Linked DNA regions of Oryctolagus cuniculus: region 2 is linked to region 1. Evidence: chromatin contacts called from public Hi-C data. All regions are on one chromosome and are shown on one strand. Each heading gives the region's core, a stretch centred on a gene start, on an enhancer-like site or on the middle of the called end of the contact. The rest is flanking DNA. Distances are from core to core; before and after follow the strand shown.

Region 1 (4,995 bases), core at 2,455-4,954:
CACTGAAGGCTCGCAGCGCCCTGATGAAGCAGTGACACAATCAGCCTGGTTTTAGGAGGAGGAGATGCAGCCACAGAGAGGCTAAAGTCACTGGCCCGAGGCCACAGGGCACTTGCCCACAACCACTTCATGACATGCTCTCTCACGACCCAGTGTCTCCCATGTACTGAGCATTCTAGGCAGGGCCGGGGACCCTTGAATCTTTTCTCTGCCAAGGGCCGTTTGGGTATGTACAGCCGCATCCATGAGCCACACAAAATTATCAACTTAAAAATTGTCCTGCTATAGATTTATTGACTTTCGAGTCCTGCTTGTGGTTACCTTGGCAGACCAGAGGAGTCGGGGTGCCCTATATGGCCCACAGGCTGGATGCTCCCCACCCCTGCTCTAGAGTGACCAATTACATGATATGACCTCATAGAATTACGACTTGCATCTCCAACTCCCAGAATTCAATGAGGTAGGCATTTTAAAATGGACAGCCTGAGGCTCAGAGAAGGCAAGTGACCTGTCCAAGGTCACACAGGGTGGAGCCAGGACACAGCTGCCTACAGTGTGACCCCAGAGCTATTAATTACAGGGCTCCATAGTCTCACATCCAAATTCCAAACATCTCAAATCTCCACCCTGTTCCCAAAAAGCTCCTAAGGAGAGTCAGGGTGGAGGGTCGTCTTTGCCAACAGGACAGCACAGAACCCTGGCCAACTGTACAGGACACACACACACTTCCTGGTCACTGCCACTCTGTGTGCTCCTCACACAGCTATCTGCTTAACAGGCCACCGGACTACGAGCAGGTTGGGTCCAGAAGCCAGGCCATGGGTGGCTAAGCAGTGACACAGTTTTCTCCCTGCCAGTGGGTTTTTTTCTCCATGGCCTTTGCTCTGGGGGTGTGGGGAGTGAGCCCTCTGAGCCCCTGGAATTGAAAGGTCTATTTCCTTCCATGCTGGCAGGACCTTCCTTCTGTGTCCAACTGCCCAATGTATCCACAGAGCTTAAGAACACAGACTTTGAAGCCAGATGGCCTTACTTAGCTGTGGGACACTGGACAAGTTACTTCCCTCTCTGCATTACTTTCCTCATCTGGAAATGGGGATAACAAACACCGATGCCACAGTGTTGTTGTGGAGACTAAAAAAGATTAAAAACACTGGCACTTAAAAACGTTTGCTATTATTGGTCCTAGTGGTCCAATTAAACATACACGGGGCTGGCATTGTGGCATAGCGGGTAAAGCCACCACCTGCAGTGCCGGCATCCCACATGGGCACCGGTTTGAGTCCTGGTTGCTCTATTTCCAATCCAGCTCTCTGCTATGGCCTGGGAAAGCAGCAGAAGATGGCCCAAGTCCTTGGGCCCCTGCACTCACATGGGATTCCCGCCCGGAAGAAGCTCCTGGCACCTGATCACTGCAGCTCCAGCCGCTGCGGCCATCTGGGGAGTAAACTAGCAAACTGAAGACCTCTCTCTCTCTCTCTGCCTCTCCATCTCTCTCTGTGTAACTCTGCCTTTCAAATAAATAAATAAATCTTAAAAAAAAAAAAATCTCACATCCTCTGTGTGGTGCACACAGACATTCACCAGGCCCCTGAGGCCTGTGATGAACCCCCCAGCGACATGTCAGGGAAGAGCTGACTCTTAAAGAAGCCCCGACCCCACCAGACAGCTGTGCAGCACGGTAGTCACAATCCACTTGTAGCCATTTGGCTGTAGGTTTATTCCCGGTCTCCAACCCTGGCCAGAACAGAGCTCCATGGAGGCAAACCTGATGTTCCACACCCCACAGGAGCTGCCACCAGCCACAGTCTCACAAATGTTAGCCCCATCACCGAAACTGTCTCATTTGCCACTTTCCCCTTAGATTCCCAAGGCAGGACTGACATGTAAGAGGCACCCAAATACGTAATCAGTGAATGGACTCAGGTTTCCGAACCTGTTTAATAAGAACACATACCACCTGCCAGACCTAAAAGAGACCCAAAGAAGCTCAATCCCAGCCCTCATGATCTAGTCCGCTTAGGCCGAGACATCAAGGTGTGGCTATAAAATGACTCAAGAGGCTGGTGCCGCGGCTCACTAGGCTAATCCTCCGCCTGTGGCGCCAGCACCCCGGATTCTAGTCCTGGTTGGGGCACTGGTCCTGTCCCGGTTGTTCTTCCAGTCCAGCTCTCTGCTGTGGCCTGGGAAGGCAGTGAAGGATGGCCCAAGTGCTTGGGCCCTGCACCCGCATGGGAGACCAGGAGGAAGCATCTGGCTCCTGGCTTCGGATCAGCGCAGCGCGCCGGCCATAGTGGCCATTTGGGGAGTGAACCAACAGAAGGAAGACCTTTCTCTCTGTCTCTCTCAATCTGCCTGTCAAAAAAAAAAAAAAAAAAAAAAAAGACTTAGAAATATGCTAAGGTTGGTTCAGCAACCAGAGGACTGGAGGGGGAAAAGAGACAGAAACACAAGTTGACCCCATTCCAGAACTCCACTGAGGAAATACTGGAGTAGGCGGCTCCCTGACCCTGCCGTACAGAACCTTGAACAAACTCTTGGGTAATGCCAGGCAAAAAAAAAAAAATCCAGGTGGGTGCTTCACACAGTTAGCTTTCCAAGCAACAGAGCCCCAATTCCTCTCTTCTCCAAAGGCCACAGCACCACACTGAGTGCGCCACTCTGACAAGCTGCATGACGCCTTAGGTGTAAGTTACAGAATTCCTCAGGGGGCAGGCCAGGCCAGGCCAGGCACGCATCTTGGGGCTGTCCTCGCCCGCGGACACCCTGAGCAGTGACTTTCTCGGTCAGAACCTCTACTTCTTCATCTGTAAAATGGAGCTCAAGACAGTACCTGCCTCATCAAGTCTGCAGGGCTCAGCAGAGGACGTAGAGGCCAGGCACAAAGAAGTACTTTAGCAATGGTTTACCCATTATGCATTCACCAAACATCAAGGGAGTGCGGATTCCACGGCAGACACTGTTCTAGGGGAAACGTGGAAAAGATTGAGTCTCTGATCTATTAGGGCTCGGGGAGGGGACATGACCAACAAATGTAGGTAAGAAGTAAAGGCCTTACTGGGAGGGTGACTTCTAAGCACAGGGAGACCTGAGGGAGCAGGAGCCAGCTCAGAGAACACGTAGGCTAGGGCAAGGGGCAGGGGAACACCCTGCACAAAGGCTGTGGAGAGCAAGTGTGCCTGGTGTGTTCTGGGGGACATTAAGAGGCCAACACGGAGGAGGTGGTGGAAACTGAAGGCAGAGAGGTGACGTGCACAGACCACGGTGCCCTGTGGCCCACGGAGAGGACTTGTCACTTTTCTCCTGATTAAGAAGGAGCCAGGATGCTGAGCAGGGGAGGGAAAGGATCTAACTCAGGTGCCCACAGCCTCCCCCTGGCTACCCAGGGTACAGGGCAGACTGTTGGCGTGTGGCAGGAACAGGGGGACAGTGAGAGGCTGCTGCCACAGTCCAAAGGCACAGGAGCAGAGACAGGACCACCGCCGGGAGGGAGGAAGTGGGTGAACTTGGAACAGTTTCCGAAAGAGATGGCATCACCAAGCTTGGACATTTCTCTGCTGTTACTAAGAGGAGAATCTACAGTGACTTCATTCTCCCAGCACAATTTATTATCCTTTCCCCACTTGCTCGTCCTGCCCCACCCACCATTTACAGGGCAGTAAAGGCCCTGGGCCAGTGGGTGTTAAACAGCAGCAAACAGGAGGCCCATCAGGGCTTATTTTCACCTCTGGAGCCCCGCCTAGAACCAACACAGCTGTGACTGTGGCTGTGGGGCCTCCAGGAAACCAGCTGGCCCAGGGAGTCCCAGGCACGTAAAGTTAAGGGCAGGTTTCAGCTGGGGGCAACTTTGCAATCCAGGTATTTCTGATTCTCACATGGAGGGAGGGAGGGGTGCTACTATTGGCTCTATAGGTAGGGGCCAGAGATGCTACTAACATCTCACAATGCACAAGACAACAGCCAACAACATAGAAGGTTCTGGCCTTCAAGGTCAGTAGGTCTAAGCTCTCACATTCTAATGGGCAATCAAGCAACAACACAGATCTGTGAGATTCTGCGCAGCTGGAAAGCAGGTTGCTAGGCCCAGGACTCTCAAAGTTGTTGCCTGGGGAGAAGCAGCACTTGGGGGCTCAATGGGAAAGCAGCCCCTCCTCAGACTTGCTCATCAGCATCTGTATCTTACTAAGACTCCACAGAGGATTCTCAGGGCCCCTCCCTCGCTGGAAACCCTGAAGGCGCATTAGGAAGCTATGAAAACAATCCCTCATCTGGGCCTTGGGACTTTCACACAGGAAGAGGGGGAAGGGGCAACCAGGCCTAGGCAGGTTTCTACATTCCCCACCTGATTCCACCTGCAGGCAGCCGGTGTGGAGATCACAGATGCTGCCCTGGAGGAGCCGGCAGAGCAGCCACCACTGCGGGGCTCCACAGTCTCCCATCCTGGACGACAAATATGCTGACAAGTCTCAGCTTCTTGACTTCAAATAGCCTGGCCCCCCTCAAGAAGCAGGGCTGCCTTCTGGCATCTAAACCTGGGCCTCCTGCCAGCCAGCAGGCTCCTAAGCAAGAACCAGGCTAGGCTGATGTGGGGAAACAGGAGTTAAATCCAAAAACATCTTAACTGTTCACAAGCAATGAAAGAGAAGCCCATCTCACTGTGGCTTAAGGTCAGAGGGCAACGTGCTTCGACGGCCTGTCCAACACACACTTTTCTGAGTTAAAGAACCATTATTCCCAGTAGGCAAGGCCCAGATAGGTCATTTGCCAGAGTGGTAAGGTGGGGAAAGCCGGTGCTGAAGCCCGAGTCGAAACCTGAGCCCGGACTTGGTGCTAGATACCATCAGGATCCAATCTCCTGGCCTCCCTCCCTCAGCCTCAAGTTTCCCGCCCTGTCTTTTTGATAGCCAATCAACCACTTACTAAAATTAGCTCACTGGACTGAGGGAGAGGTATAGCCAGCCCTCCAGGTTCTGACCACCTGACTCTGGAGAGCATTTG
Region 2 (4,701 bases), core at 269-2,768, 63 kb after region 1:
CTGGGCACTGTAGGTGCAAACAGAAGCAGAAAAAGGCCCATCACACAAAGGCACACTTACAACATTTCAAAAATTACCCGGTGTCAGGCCCGTGCTCAGTGCTAAACAAGAACGACCTCCTGGAATCATCCAAACAACGCTGGCATGCAAGTCCTCCGACTACCATTTCACAGATGGGGACACTGAGGTTGGGAGCAAACGTGTGGGGGAGCTCAGGGCTGTCACGTCCCAGCCCACGGTCAGGCAGAGCCTGGGCCAGATGGAGAATACCACAGAACGATCGCAATGCCCCTACAGAAGAGCTGCCTCTGGAGTAGGAACACAATCCCGGCAAATCCCACAACCTTCCGAGGGTGATGCGTTATCTCATTTTATAAATGAGGAACTTCAGGCTGCAGGAGGGGAAGCCAAAGGGACCAGTTGAGTCCGGTCCTTTGGGGACACCAAGACTCCAACCAGCGTTCCACCCGCGGAGGGTCTGCGGGGCGCCGGGAAAACGCGGAATAAATTGTACCATTTGCTGAGCGCTATTATGCCCGCTGCTGTGCTCAGCACTTTACACGTAGTCTCCTCACTACATCCTCCGAGCACGCTGCGGTGGCTGCTATTTTAAAGCCCCTATGTTACAGAGGCAGAGAAAGCGAGGCACAGAGAAGTGCAGTCAGCTGCGCAGGGTCACACAGCTGCTAAATGCCAGAGCCTAAATTTGAACTGGGTCTCTGCCTCCCAAACCAAAGCTCTGTCGACTCAGGCAGCTACCCTGCAGTGAGTGCTAACTACGAACTTGGCTCTTTACAATACACACGGCTCACCTAACCGTCCACCCTATGCAATCGGTATCGTCACCCCCTTTCTCCGGGAGCTGACAATAAAGCCAACCCATAATAAGTGCCTTGTATGTGCCATATGCTCTGTCGGATCTCCACATTTCAACAGAATCCCAGGCAGAAGACCATCACTCTCCTTCCCCGTTTTAGCAAAGGGAAAACTGAGGTTCAGCGCGGTCGCAGCTCCCGAGCAGCAGAGCCGGGATGCGAACCCACCGCCCCCTGACTCCAGGCTCTTCCCTGCGGCGCCAGGTTGCACGTCTGGAAAGTTGAGCCATAGGGGCACTAGTCCGGCCGGGTCCGGAGGGCGTGAATCCCGGCGCCGCCGCCCCCCAACACCCGGTACCCACACCCGGCCGTCCGCCTGGTCGCCCGCCCGCGCTGACCCTCAGGGTCCAAGCAGCCACCTATTCCTCGCCACCCTTTCGCGAGGCCGCTCCAGCACCTGGAGCCACATACCTGGGCGTCCCCGCTGCGTGCCCTGCGGGCCTCACAACCGCGGCGTCCGGCCCCGCGCTGCTCGCTGGAGACGCCGCCAGCTCCGGTGGCCCGAGTGACTTCCAGGCTGCCCACTTCCAAGCCGCTTCGCGCGAAGCCTCCTGGGAACTGTAGTTTCGCCCTCAGAGGCCGCGAATTGAACAGCGCCTGGTGCGCAAGTGCTGCCGGGAGTTGTAGGCGTACCACCGCACCGCCTTCTGGGAACGGTAGTCTGTCGCCTTCCTTGCCGCTCCAGAGCACTTCCGCAGCCCCGAGGGGCGTGAGGAATGGGGGCGTGTCTTGTGCAGGCTCCAGTCCAGGAACCTGGCTCCTCACGCCACCGGGGTGGTTTCTCCTTTTTCCTCTCCGTCTCTTTCCTTCTTTAGGTAGGCCTTCTCCCTTCCTCTCTGTGAGTTAGTTACCCCGAGAGCAAGAGCCTCGGGAGAGACGGGGGTAGCAGAGCAGTGCGGTCGATTCCCCGCGGAGAAGAGCGGCAGAGGGCGTCGATGCGCGTTCATGCACGCGCGCTCGCCAGCCGACTCCGGCCTAAATTTCCGCGGGCCCCCACGGGAAAGGCTTTTTTTTTTTTCCTTTCTTTCGAACGCTCGCGCGCGCTTGGCGGGGTCTCGCGCCGGGCGCGCACGCGCGCTCGCTCCCGTCGTCTTGGTCAGTCGGCCCAGCGCGGCGTTGGGCGACTAACCGCTCTCTCGGAGTCGTTCCGCGGCATCCCCGAGGTAGCCTCTCAGGCACTCCCTCCAGGTCTGTTGCACGTAGGAGCTCCTGAGTGCCGCCTCGCACACTGCGCCCGGCTCTTGCGGGGAATCCGGCCGCAGGTAAACGGCGCGGCCCCGCCCACCCTCCGGCCCACGCGCGGGTCTGGGGCGCCCCCCGGCTGTGAAGGGAGCCGGGTCTGGTCGTCCTTGCCCTGCCGGGGCCACGGCAGAGCTCCGGCTTCCCCGGGAGCCCGAATCCCACGAGCAGGGCGTTCCTTCGCTGATCACACACTTGGAGGGTAACTAGTGCTTGCTGAGTACCTACAGCCAGGAAAGGGGATCCGGATTTATTCCACCTGCGGACACAAGTGTCCAGCTTTTTTTTTTTTTTTTTTTAATTGATGGATACTGCCATTCCTCCTCCATGAGGGTTACTGAGGAACTGACTGGAACTGCAAGGTTCTCTGGGCAGTACCCTTTCTGCTTCAGGCCACGTCTTCCAGGAAATAAGAAGCTGTGAAGCACACATTCCCTCTTCCTGGGCGAGGGGCAGCAGGTCATTCCTTTGCCCTCGTTTTCAACAAGCATGCATTAAGTCCCTGGCCTATGCCAAGTTGGGTGATTATTAAGACACAGGAGAGGCCGGCGCCGCGGCTCACTAGGCTAATCCTCCGCCTAGCGGCGCCGGCACACCGGGTTCTAGTCCCGGTCGGGGCGCCGGATTCTGTCCCGGTTGCCCCTCTTCCAGGCCAGCCCTCTGCTGTGGCCCGGGAGTGCAGTGGAGGATGGCCCAGGTGCTTGGGCCCTGCACCCCATGGGAGACCAGGAAAAGCACCTGGATCCTGGCTCCTGCCATCGGATCAGCGCGGTGCGCCGGTCGCATCGCGCTGGCCGCGGCAGCCATTGGAGGGTGAACCAACGGCAAAGGAAGACCTTTCTCTCTGTCTCTCTCTCTCTCACTGTCCACTCTGCCTGTCAAAAAAAATAAATAAATAAAAATAATAAAAAAAAAAGACACAGGAGAAATTAAACAGAGGGGGGTCCTAACGCTCGGAGGTTCTCAGTCCAGCAGGGTATCAGGCCCCCACTAGACAGCAATGAGCTGGAAGAGGCTATCTGGTAAAAATACAAGTCACATGAGCAGCTTTAGCGTTTAAACACACACAAAACAGGTGAAGTTAATTTTGATTATTTAACCCAAATACTCATCCATCCAAAATATTATTCCAAGCTATATTTATTTTTTTAAGTTGTTAAGCATTTGTATTCAGTGAGAGAAATGCATTGGAAAGTGAGGGCTTTAATTAGGGGAGAAAGAAGTGTAGAAGCTAAGTTGCAGTTGCGTCCATACCAGGTAGAGAGCAAGCCAGGAGCCACGTGGAGCGAGCATGCAGACAGGAAGCAGAGGCAGGGCTGGAGCCCAGAGGCGCGGTGCAACCAGGGGGCAACAAGAGTGCACAACAAGGACAACAAAAAGAGCAGGGCCCACCACGGGCCAGGCCTTTTATTCACTCCCCAAAGGGGAGTGGTTATGTAGTCTGGCAGGTGTGTGCATAGGTAGGGTCAGGTAGGGGCCTGAGATCACACAGGGGACATAGTGGAGGGCGTGGTCTTCTAGCTCACAAATCTAATCAATTTGATCCTATCTGCCTGCCTATATCATTCTCCCCCCCCCCCCAAACTCCAGACCTTAATCTTAACAGACGCTGAAGGGCATAAAATCATATCTTCTATAGCTGCTTCCTGCTTACTAGGGGCAAAGGCTCTGCCTGTCCTGGTCCGAAAGTCTCTGGTCTATTTTATCAAATAAATTTGCTTTATGAGCTGGAGTAGTCTCAGTCACCACCAAGGGCTCTGTCCCCTGCATGGTCAGTTATTCTCAGAAGTCGTTGAGTTCTGGAACATGTAAGTTTGTCAGTTAGCATAATCCAAGTTATATTTAATGGAAAAAATGTTTTTATTACTTCAGTTTTACAACTTGTTAAAACTCAATGAAGCATTAATAGAGATATTCACTTGTGGCATTGGTTGTAGTAGCAAAATTCTTCAATATCCATTAATAGAAATTTGGGGCCGGCGCCGCGGCTCACTAGGCTAATCCTCTGCCTGCAGCGCCGGCACCCCGGGTTCTAGTCCCGGTCGGGGCGCCGGATTCTGTCCCGGTTGCTCCTCTTCCAGGCCAGCTCTCTGCTGTGGCCAGGGAGTGTAATGGAGGATGGCCCAAGTGCTTGGGCCCTGCACCCGCATGGGAGACCAGGAGAAGCACCTGGCTCCTGGCTTCAGATCAGCACTGTGCACCGGCCGCAGCGCGCTGGCCGCAGCGGCCATTAGGGGGTGAACCAACAGAAAAGGAAGACCTTTCTCTCTGTCTCTTTCTCTCACAGTCCACTCTGCCTGTCAAAAAAAGAAAAAAGAAAAGAAATTTGGATAAATAAATGACAGTTCAGCCACACAGTGGCATACCCTGCAGGCAGAGCTACAGGTATTAATTTGAACTGATCTTTAAGATATATTGAGAGGAAAAGATGCAGAACAGTGTATATATAATTTGTATATGAAAAATATATATACATGCTTGTATATGTACAGAACACTTTTAGAGAATCAGAGTCACACCTGTGAATGGGAGACAGGAGGCCTGATGTGAAAAGGTGACATTCTTTTCCTTACATGTCACTCACTAT

The links. Hi-C and Micro-C count contacts between places; a contact is called where the count stands out from the background.
Region 2: a Hi-C map of embryonic fibroblasts shows a contact between it and region 1, with 2.2 times the contacts expected there. The contact joins the promoter of SIPA1L3 here to the enhancer-like site in region 1. A contact is called at or near these places in 3 of 6 Hi-C or Micro-C datasets (ear pinna, embryonic fibroblasts and psoas muscle).

The regions. Positions count from the first base shown.
Region 1 is chr18:16,547,332-16,552,326 of mOryCun1.1, forward strand. The region is part of intron 1 of SIPA1L3 (signal induced proliferation associated 1 like 3); the gene reads right to left. Among named protein-coding and RNA genes, the nearest start is that of SIPA1L3, 64 kb to the right of the region's middle. Within about 2 kb of position 3,705, at least 1 of the 8 cell types and tissues checked has an H3K27ac peak or open chromatin away from gene starts, as enhancers often do. A contact at or near this core is called in ear pinna, where this site is marked.
Region 2 is chr18:16,612,071-16,616,771 of mOryCun1.1, forward strand. It overlaps SIPA1L3 (signal induced proliferation associated 1 like 3), which reads right to left and starts at 1,519. Exons shown (of 22, transcript XM_008257242.4): 1 at 1,287-1,519. WDR87 (WD repeat domain 87) reads left to right here and starts at 1,539. Exons shown (of 5, transcript XM_070062252.1): 1 at 1,539-2,137. The coding sequence starts at 1,811.